Linked DNA regions of Sus scrofa: region 2 is linked to region 1. The links are chromatin contacts, called in public HiChIP or PLAC-seq maps. All regions are on one chromosome and are shown on one strand. Each heading gives the region's core, a stretch centred on a gene start, on an enhancer-like site or on the middle of the called end of the contact. The rest is flanking DNA. Distances are from core to core; before and after follow the strand shown.

What was found. HiChIP or PLAC-seq counts read pairs in DNA pulled down with a chosen protein or histone mark.
Region 2: an H3K27ac HiChIP or PLAC-seq map of alveolar macrophages shows a contact between it and region 1. The contact joins the promoter of CFD here to the promoter of STK11 in region 1. A contact is called at or near these places in 1 of 5 promoter capture datasets (fetal liver), 1 of 47 Hi-C or Micro-C datasets (embryonic fibroblasts) and 1 of 2 datasets of contacts at active chromatin or transcription factors (alveolar macrophages).

What each region holds. Positions count from the first base shown.
Region 1 is chr2:77,246,123-77,251,323 of Sscrofa11.1, reverse strand. It overlaps STK11 (serine/threonine-protein kinase STK11), which reads left to right and starts at 2,002. Exons shown (of 10, transcript XM_021084263.1): 1 at 2,002-3,378. The coding sequence starts at 3,089.
Region 2 is chr2:77,508,754-77,513,954 of Sscrofa11.1, reverse strand. It overlaps CFD (complement factor D), which reads left to right and starts at 1,967. Exons shown (of 5, transcript XM_013994801.1): 1 at 1,967-2,291; 2 at 2,800-2,956; 3 at 3,043-3,187; 4 at 3,270-3,527; 5 at 3,934-4,163. The coding sequence starts at 2,234. The coding sequence ends at 4,095. All of the region lies in intron 15 of MED16 (mediator of RNA polymerase II transcription subunit 16), which reads right to left. It overlaps ELANE (neutrophil elastase), which reads left to right. Exons shown (of 5, transcript XM_003122986.4): 5 at 1-186. The coding sequence ends at 92.

The DNA of each region.
Region 1 (5,201 bases), core at 753-3,252:
ACAGTTTTATCATTTCTGGATCTTTCCAAACAACAGTCTCTTGGCTTCACTGACTTTCCTTATTCCCTCCACTGTGACAGCAGAAAGAGTCAAAGACAAGCAGCACTCAGAGATGCGGAATAGCTAGGTTTGTTCAGCACCAGTGCGGGCTCAGAGGAGTCACCTCCAAAGTCTGAGCACCAGGTCTTTGTTCTGAGTAACATTTTTTTTGTCTTTTTAGGGCCACACCCGCGGCATATGGAGGTTCCCAGGCTAGGGGTCAAATCGGAGCTGTAGCCGCTGGCCCACGCCAGAGCCACAGCAACAACAGATCCGAGCCATGTCTGCGACCTACACCATGGCTCATGGCAACACCGGATCCTTAACCCACTGAGCGAGACAAGGGATTGAACCCGAAACCTCATGGTTCCTAGTCGGATTCGTTTCCCCTGTGCCAGGACGGGAACTCCCTGAGTAACTTTTATGCAATACAGACTTCCAGATCTTAATGTTTTCCCATGCAAGCAGCTCCGGCCCTCCACCTTCCTGGAGCAGACAGAGTTCTTGCCTAAGAAGCTGACAAGCAATGCTTGGAACATGATTAGCAGGGCTGCTAGCAAGGACATAAGGCAAGTAGTTGCTACATGATTACAAGAAAGGTGGTATGTGGCAAGCAAAGCTGCTGACAGGCACGTAGCTGCCTTTTCAGCCAGGGGCGGCGGGGGCGGGGGGGGGGGGAGGTTGTTTCTCTAGTTCTTACTTCAATATTGGCCATCTTTTTTTATTGACCAATTTGGCTACAGTTTAATTAAGTTTCTGGATCTTTTCAAAGACAGTCTTTTGGCTTCACTGACTTTCCTTAGTCTTCCCACTCCCACCCCAAATCTGCGGCACGTGAAAGTTCCCAGGCCAGGGACTGAACCCTGGCCACAGCAAAGACAACACGGGATCCTTAACCCGCTTAGCCACTGGGGAACTCCTGGTTTTCATTACCCTTTTTCCGTTGTATTTCATTGGTTTCTGGTTTATGATTTAGGAATTTGGGGCTAACTCCCATGTTCTGATTAGGGCTGGCTGGTACACTGGTGTGACCTGGGACTCCTATCCCTCAAAGCCATAGCAATCCCCCTTCTCTGGGTATTTGAGAATCCGATGAGACACATGGATGTCCCCAAGAACGTGTATACTGGTGAGCTCCATTTCACACATAGTCTTAGGGAGTGCACAGGTGTTGGGTCAAGAACTCCCAGCCTGGAACCCAAATCTGATGGTGTCAAGTCCCAAGGTTTCACAAGCAGTTTGCCCCAGCAAAATAAGAACGTAGTGATACAAACAAACAAAAAGCAAAACAGGTTAAAAAACACAGGCCTGGAAGTATTTTCCACCTCATCAAGCCATATTTTGCCAACTCTGTTTTTCACCCAAAGCACTTTGCTGGCACCATCCCAGCTGGGTTCTGAGTTTTAGCCCATGAATTCCTTTGGGGCAGAAATCATCCAGAGCCCTTCTCAACCCATCTGGCCTGAGATACTTAATAAAGGCTTTTTGCCTCGAATTGTACACTTTGGCTACTTTTTGACCCTTGACCTCGCCTCAAACGGGGTTTCGGTTGAGGAGCCCAGGCAGGGGCACCAGAGTCCCCGAGCCCGGCCCCCGCCCAGGAGCACTGCACTCGCCCGGTCCCATGGAAGACTTTAGAACTCCAGACCTCCGACCTCGGCTCCCAACCCCTCCCAGGTCAACGCCCGGGTTTCGCTTCCCGGCTCCTGCTTTCCGCCCCCTCGCCGTGACGGGCGTTTCCTCAGGCCAATGAACAAACGGTATCCACCCCTGGGGCGGGGCCCAGCGGGAACCAATCCCCGCTCGGGCGCCCGCCCGGATCCAAACGGCCCAATAGGAGCGGCGGCGGGGCGCGCCTCGGGGGTCGAGGCCAGGCGGCTCGGCCAACGGACGTGCACGTCGGCGCCGCGAGGGGCGGGTCCGCGACGGGCGTGCGGCGGCACGGCGGCGCAGGGAGGGGGAGGAGATAAACAAGATGGCGGCGGCGTGTAGGGCGCGGAAGGGGGAGGCGGCCCGGGGCGCCCTCGAGTGAGGCGGGGCGCGGCGGCAGCGGCGGCGGGCGCCAGCCGGCAGCGCGGCCGCCTTGCATGGGCTGGGCCCCCGCGCCGCCCCGCCTGCTCCACGCGCGCGGCGGCCGCGGCGGGGGACGGGCCACCCGGACCCCGGCGGCCTCAGGAACCCCGGCCCGGCGCCTGCGGCCTGCGCCGCCTCAGCCGCCCGGAGCTCCACGCGCCCCGCGTTCCGCGGCCGACGGAGTTCCGGCGCAGACCGAGCGCGGGCTGCCGTTTGGGGCGCGGCGCCCTCCGGGCCCGCGCGGCCGCTCGGGGTCCCAGGCCGGTGTGCGGACGCCCGGGCGGCGGCCGACTCCGACGGGGGTCGCTCCCTGCGGCCGGCGGGCCCCGGGCAGTCCCGGCGCTGGAGGGAGCCAGCGGGGCCAAACAGAGGTTCCCCGTGCGCTCCGGACACGCACCTGCCGGCGTCTCGGGCGCCCCGGCCGGCGGGGCCGGCGGGAGCCGCCCCCGAGCAGCGCGCCGGATCCCCAGCGAAGCTCGCCTGCCCGGCTCTGGGGGCCCCGGGGCCGGCCTGCGCGGGGCCCCGGGCGCGCGCCATGGCTCGCTAGTAATGGACGGCGCGGAGAAGACTCGACCCGGCCGCGTCCGTGTTCGTTCGAGGGTCTAAAGTCCCTGGAGGATGACCTAGCACTTCCCGGCCCCACCGGCCTCCCGAGGGCCCCCGTGGACGCGCCGGCCCGCCTCAAAACTGTGAGGCCGGGCGGCCGCAAAACTTGGGACGCTGCACACACCCGGGTGTCCGGGCTTTGGACCAGGCGCGCCTTTTGAACTCACGTTCAGTACAATCGTTTCTTTTCCAAGAAGGGTTTTCTTTTTCTTTCTTTCTTTCTTTCTTTTTTTTCTTTTTGCGATTTTGTGACTTTTATTTTTGGAGAAGGGAATCTTGGGGAGGGGGGACAAAAGGAAGAACCGCTCACCAGGAAGTACACAAAGGGGATTAGAGATCGCCTGCGGGAGTCGGAGCCCTAGGGTCCAGGATGGATGTGGCGGACCCGCAGCAGCTGGGCATGTTTACAGAGGGCGAGCTGATGTCGGTGGGGATGGACACGTTCATCCATCGCATCGACTCTACTGAGGTCATCTACCAGCCCCGCCGCAAGCGGGCCAAGCTCATCGGCAAGTACCTGATGGGGGACCTGCTGGGGGAGGGGTCGTATGGCAAAGTGAAGGAGGTGCTGGACTCAGAAACGCTGTGCAGGAGAGCTGTCAAAATCCTCAAGAAGAAGAAGTTGCGAAGGATCCCCAACGGGGAGGCCAATGTGAAGAAGTAAGTGCCGACTTCCTGGGTTGGGGTGAGGTCTCCTTCCTTCTTTCAATCCTTCCTTCCTCCCTCCCTTCTTTTCTCCGTTTCTACCTTCCATACTCCCTTTCCTTAAGAACCTGAGCTGAACCGCCGGGAAGGTTGTGGGTGACTGGCTTGGATAATTGGGCGAAGTCAGCCTAGCTTGTTGCGGTTGGGTGTCCCGGGCTTCCTGACGCCGCCGATGCTGAGCCCTCCTCGGAAGGGGGCGCCCCTCTCCCCCCCCTGCTCTCCCAGCTGTCCAGAGGGCCGGTGTGCCTGGCAGACCCGCTGGTGTTGATTTGGCCTTGAGCCTTGCGGTCCTGCCTGCCGCCAGCAGGTTTCAGCACAGCCACAACCCGCGGCTGTTACTGGGGCGGGAGAAGTGCGATTTGTTTGTCCTGTTGGAGGGGAACCCTGCGGTTGCCAAAAATAATTGTTTGCACCGGCTTATCAGTCAGCAGGGAGGAACTTGGCTCTTTCTCTCTCGCCTAGGATGTGACATAGGACATGTATGGGACTCACAGGCCTGGTGACTGCTGAGGAGGATCGGCTTGTGTGTCCGCAAACTTTTTACACAGATTTCTTCTGGTGCCTGTCTGCCTCTAGGTGTCCCAGAGGTGTGGGGGGTCTGCATGCAGGAGCATCCCCAAGGTCGGTGGGAGCCCTGCCTCTTGCTGGTTTCAGTAGGGGGCACCCCCACTCCTTATCACTGCTGCCCTGGAGACCCCGCCCTGCTCTGCCCACACTCCTCCCAGCCTCCAGTGTCCAAGAAGGGTTATCTAACGGGCCAGGCAGGACTGGCTGGTGACCTTGGCCAGTCCTCTGAGTGCTGCTCTCGGATCCACTTTCACCCCCTCCTCCCAGCCCCCCTCCCCTTGGACAGTTTAACAGTGTGCTGCCGAGCCCTGTCTGCTTACTCTTGGATACCTGGGGTGGTGAAATTGGGGAGCGGAGTGCTGAGACCTGACTGGCTCTGGTCAGCGCACCAGTCCGTGAACACCCGGCAAAAGTGGGCAGAGTGCGGGGCCAGTGGGGCACAGAGTGCCAGTTCCCTGTGCCCACTTGGTACCTATAAGGTAGGGTTAGGGTAGGGGCCTCTGGCGTCCTGAGGGAAACAGGCTGGTGGGACAGCAGACGCCCTCCTGGGAGCCAAGCAGGGCCACATCTCTGAGTCAGATCCCCACCCTTGCTTCTAAGTGATGGCTTCTCATCTCGCCAGAAGCACGTGGGATTGTGTGCCTGTATCCTGGCTGCTGCCCCTGGAAAGGGACCCCCTTCCTGCTCTCTGGGGCCAATCCTTGTTCTCCTGGCTCCTCTTAGGCCTCACCTTCAGATCTGTCCCAGAAGTGGGGTGCTTGTCTCTTCCATCTGGATGAGCCCTCCTGGGTGGAGTTGACACAAGTCTGTTAAGTGCTTTGGTGCCGGTGTTTTATAACATATTGCTCTGGCTCCCTGAGTAGAAAGGATTGCTGGGGTCCATCCAGAGGACCAGGCTGGGCTCTGGCACCAGTTGATCTGTCTGGCTAGAGCCGGCCAGCCCAGGGGCTTCAGGGAGTAAACACATCCCTGGGTATGGACACGGGCAGCAGGTTGAGTGGGCCCCAGAACCTCTGCAGATGCCCTGCCTGTGGTAGAGGGCTGTCAGGTGGGCAAGTGCCCACTTTGGCCAAAGCATAATGTACATGTGATAAAGCACCCCCCAGGCAAGTTCACATGCCCAAGGTCAAGTTAGAGGATGTTACCACCCAAAGAGTTCCCTCATGCTTTGCAGTACAACTGGGAGTTTGCAGAGGGCTTGCTGTCAGTTC
Region 2 (5,201 bases), core at 718-3,217, 260 kb before region 1:
TTGCAGACTGGATCAACTCCATTATCCGACGCTATGGTGATAATGACAGCCCGCCTCTCCACCCCAGGATCCCTGTGGGCAGGACCCTCTAGAAAGGCGGCCCCTGTTACCCCACTCCCCCCGGCTGGGCTCTTCCCATGCAGCATCATGCAGCATCTGACACAATAAAAACCCTGTTTTGTAGAATGTGCCTGGGTGTTTGTTGGTTGTGCAACTGAGTGTCAGAAGTCCTCAGGTGAATGTCTTGAGCATGTCACAAGTACGCTGCTACCAAGTAGCAGCAAATTTAGTGCACCAAGATAAAAAGTCCCTTCCTCATACTTCACTAAAGGATACCAGTAGCCGTTTCTGGCTTCCCCTCCTATAAAATGTCATTAGACTCTTGTTGCAGGTGGCAAGAATGCAAAGCACTATAGCAGGTGTTCATTCTGAGTCACAAGGATCATTCTGAATCTTTGCAATCTTCACTCATCTGTTTCTGGCTCCAGCCCCTAAAGTAGTTCTTATATAAGTGCCTTGTTTTACAGGCGAGGAAGTAGAGATGCAAAGAACTGTAAAGTCATGCTCCAGGGCCTGGGTTCGAGTCCCAGCTCTGTGACTTTGGGCAAATTGCTCACTGTTTCTCTGATTCTCAGTTCCCCATGGGGAAGACTGAGGCACTGTCTGGGGAGGACCCAATCAGGGGTTGGGGTCCAGGCCAGTCTCGGCCTCACTGGGTACGGAAACAATCCTTCCTCCACTTCCCCAACCTTTTGCCTTGGGACACCTCAGGGTCTTAACTAGTGCTGTTCCCTCTGCCTTCCAGCTTCTCCCTAAGGTTGTCCTCAGAACACCTCTCCCCACAAGGGCCAGCTGCTCAGGCAGGTGACCCACTGCCCTACAACTGCTTTTTCCACTTAATACGATATCTTGGCGGTCTTTCCATGTCAACAAAGCATCCCAGGATCTGCAGGGTTATTTACTGAACCATTCTGTCTTTTTGGGTAATTTCCAAATTTTGCTGCAATTTCCAATCCTTTTACTTACATAATCTGCACTCCACATTCCAATGGGCTTTTGTTTTAGAGTTTCTGATTTGAGCAAGGAAACATTTTAGGGTCTAACAAATTGCATTTGTTATGCTGTTTTCTATTTTTCTCTGTATGTGTGAAATGGTCCACCATGAAGAAAAAAGAAGGAAAGGAGAAAATACCATGCACTGTTCCTCCTGGGGACGTTCACGGTCCTCCCCACCCTTGTGGTTACACACAGCATCTCCCCCGAAGAGGTTCATGAGATGTTGACCCACCATCCCCAGCTTACAGAGAACCATGTGACCCAGGTTCTGCTCATCAGAACCTGCCAACCCACAATGGCTGCTTTAGGGGCATGAGATCCAAACTCAACCAATCAGAGGCCGCCTTGAGATGCTGGCTAGAGTGATGGGGAATTGGCAGAGGGAATAACTGGGCCATTGGTCTGAGTCTAGGGCCCCTGAGGCCACAACAGGGGAGACTGCTGAGGAGACAACCCATCAAGGAGGAAAAAAAGAAACAAAACATTGTTCAGGTGCCTGGATTAAGCTACACCTGAAGGTAGACCCATAAACTTTCCATTTAAATTTTCTTGTTGAAGGTTCCAGCCCCTTACACTCCATTTTTTTGTCACTTGTATGCAACAGTCTTTCCAGCTGTCCCTACTCATCAACAATATTCTACTTAAAGGGTGTCAAGCCCCAGAGTCACAGCAATGTGGACAAGGGCGTTGGATGACCTTCCCCCCCACCCGACCTCAGCTCCAAGTTGCAGGAGGAAGGGAAAGAAGGGAGGGGCAGAAAATGAGGAAGTGGGTTGTTTACAAACTGGGCTTGCTCTCCAGCTGCTGTTGCGAAACTCTGGGGCTGGAAGGGCACTCTGGGAGACTGGGCTGGGGGTCAGGGTGGGTGGGTGGGTGGGTCCATCCCTCTGCTCTGCCCACCGCCCATCCTGAGGGGCTCTTCCCACAGAATGACAGAGGTGGCAGGCAGGTCCAGCAGCCCATCTACTCTTGGTACAAAGTCTAGGGGAAGATAATCACAGCACTGTGGCGGGGGAAGTGGGGGGAGAGAAGGGCGTGGACGGCTTCCCTTTGTTCAGCTGGGCCACTGCCCACTTGGCAGATAGGACCTGTGGGAGCTCCCCCCCCACCCCGTTCCACCCTCATAAAAGAACCCCAGAGCCCTGCCCTGGGCCATTGTTGAGGCCACAGCAGCATCATGGCAGACCGCTCCGGGCACCTGGCAGCCCTGATCCTCCTCGGAGCAGCTGTATGTGGTGAGTGGACCCGGGACTGGGGTGCCAGCTGGGGGCCCCTAGCCTGCAGCGCAGTCAGCCATGGACCCCTCCGCTCAAGAGGATGGCCCTCCAGCCCCACTAGGTGGGCAGAGAGGGGGCAGGGTCCACATGAACAGAAGGCTCTGAAAACCAAGCAATTCTCAAAACTTTGAATCTAGTGAGTTCAGAGAGCCTCTGGTTCTACAACAGAAAGCCCAGGCTGGGAGCAAACGGCTGGCAGGATGTTGGGTCTGATCAGCCCCACTTGTCTGTGTCTATATTGAAGTTCTAGGGCCCAGTGTGTAGGTACGCGGAGTCTGCCCCAGACTGTCACTCCCCACCGCCCGGTCTGTCTTCTTCAGCATCCCTCCCTGGGCCCCCAGAGTTTGCAACTCTTTGGGGAGGATCCCAAGGAAGGAATTTCAGTCTGAGGGTGCCAGAGCCGCTCTCTTAGAGGGAATCTGAGGTCTGGGCTGCAGTCACCCTCACTCGGACCTGCATCCTCCAGTGGCACAGCCCCGTGGCCGGATCCTGGGTGGCCAGGAGGCCAAGTCCCACGAGAGACCCTACATGGCATCGGTGCAGGTGAACGGCAAGCACGTGTGCGGAGGCTTCCTGGTGTCTGAGCAGTGGGTGCTGAGTGCAGCACACTGCCTGGAGGACGTGTGAGTGGCCCAGGACCAAGAGCGGAATGGGGGAATTGGGTGTCGGGTGGGGACATGGCTCTGATGTGAGCCCACTCCACTTCCAGGGCCGAGGGGAAGCTGCAGGTTCTCCTGGGTGCGCACTCCCTGTCACAGCCCGAGCCCTCGAAGCGCCTGTACGACGTGCTCCGCGCCGTGCCCCACCCAGACAGCCAGCCTGACACCATCGACCATGATCTCCTCCTGCTGAAGGTCTGCTAAGTCTAGCCGCAGTCCCTCCAGCTGCACTGGGGGCTGCGCTGCCCCTAACGCTCGCTTCCGCCCCCACCCTCAGCTCTCCGAGAAGGCCGAGCTGGGCCCTGCCGTGCAGCCCCTTGCCTGGCAACGAGAGGACCACGAGGTTCCGGCAGGCACGCTCTGCGACGTGGCCGGCTGGGGAGTGGTCAGTCACACTGGCCGCCGGCCCGACCGTCTGCAGCACCTGCTCCTACCGGTGCTGGACCGCACCACCTGCAACCTGCGCACATACCACGATGGCACCATCACCGAGCGCATGATGTGCGCGGAGAGCAACCGTCGGGACAGCTGCAAGGTGCGAGGGCGGGAGGGCTGAGAGGGGGCGGGCATGTGGGGAGCTTAGAGAGTGGCCAGGCTCTACAGCGTGAGCGTGGCCTGAGAAGTGAGGGCTGGGTGGGCGTGGCAGAGTTGAGAGGGGAGGTGGGATCTGGGAGAGGGTGCAGATAAAGACAAAGCCAGGGCGGGCATGGAGAGGGCTAGGAATGGGGCAGGGTCGGAGGCGGGGGCTGCTGAACTCAGACAAAGGGCGGAGTAAAGCTTGAGGGGCAGAGCTGAAAGTTGGGAGGCGGCGCCTTGATGGGCTGGGCCTGGGAAGATTGCTGAGCGAGAGAGCCTGTTGGGGCTGTAGGGATGAGCGGAATTGCAGCAGGTTCAGGTTGAGCCTGGCCTGGACCCAGCTCTCAAGCCCCCGCCCCACGCAGGGCGACTCCGGAGGCCCGCTGGTGTGCGGGGGTGTGGCCGAGGGAGTGGTTACCTCAGGCTCCCGAGTCTGCGGCAACCGCAAGAAACCCGGCATCTACACGCGCTTGGCGAGCTACGTGGCCTGGATCGACGGAGTGATGGCTGACAGCGCAGCCGCCTAAGGAGGACCTAAGGGACAGGGCGGTGGTCACCAGGCTTAGCAATAAAGTCATCCATTCCTGCATCTGAACCTTTTATTATTATTTTTTTTAATGGCCACACCAGTGGCATATGGAAGTTCCCTAGCCAGGGACTAAATCCAAGCTGCAGCTGGCAACAACCCACTGAGCCAGGTATAGAACCTGCACCTCAGCAGTGACCCGAGTGGCTACAGTCAGATTCTTAACCCACTGCACCACAGCGGGAACTCCCCGACCACCTTCACTACTTTCACATTGCCTGTGGGAGCACACGAAGTGGACAGTCCAAAAGGACTGCGGAAAATAGCAAGTGAAACCTTTTTTTTTTTCCCCCAACCTTTTAGAGCCACACCTGTGGCATATGGAGGTTCCCAGGCTAGGGGTCGAATCAAAGCTACAGCTGCCAGACTACACCACAGCCACAGCAACGCAGGACCCAAGCCACATCTGCAACCTACACCTCAGCTCACAGCAATGCCTGGATCTGTAACCCACTGAGCAAAGCCAGGGAAAGAATCCGTAACCTCATGGTTCCTAGTCGGATTCATTACCACTGTGCCAGAACGGGAACTCCACAAACAAAAACCTTTACCTTGGTAGCAGTGGCAGGAGGTGACAGAAAGGCGTGCCTTGGGGTGGGGACCCTCGGGGGTCAAAAGCCTGGCTGGAGCTGCCAGGAGTAGCTTCATGTCTGGGCCACAGGGTGGCACCCTTACTCTTTCCTGGAAATAGAAGAGGCACCCCAAAACGCAGAAGCCTGGGTGGGGGTGGGCGGGGTTCTCCAGGTCTGGCTAACATCCAACTGCCCCTTTGCTTCTTAATTGGAACGTGAGGGCCTACTGTGTCCAAGACCCTGCTCTGGGCTGAGATTTAGGTATGCAGAGAAGTTGTGTTCTTATGATCCATGTCCCAAATCTGGAAACAGGCTGAGAGACCCTGCGACTCTCCTAGGGCCACACAGAAGCTCCTAAGCAAAGGCTGGAACTGAGCCCAGAGCCACGGCCCCTGTGTTCATAGGCCAACCCCAGGTGCCGAGAGGTCACTGACAGGGAAGTTGATAGGTACCCCTGAGCAGTCACGCTGTCCAG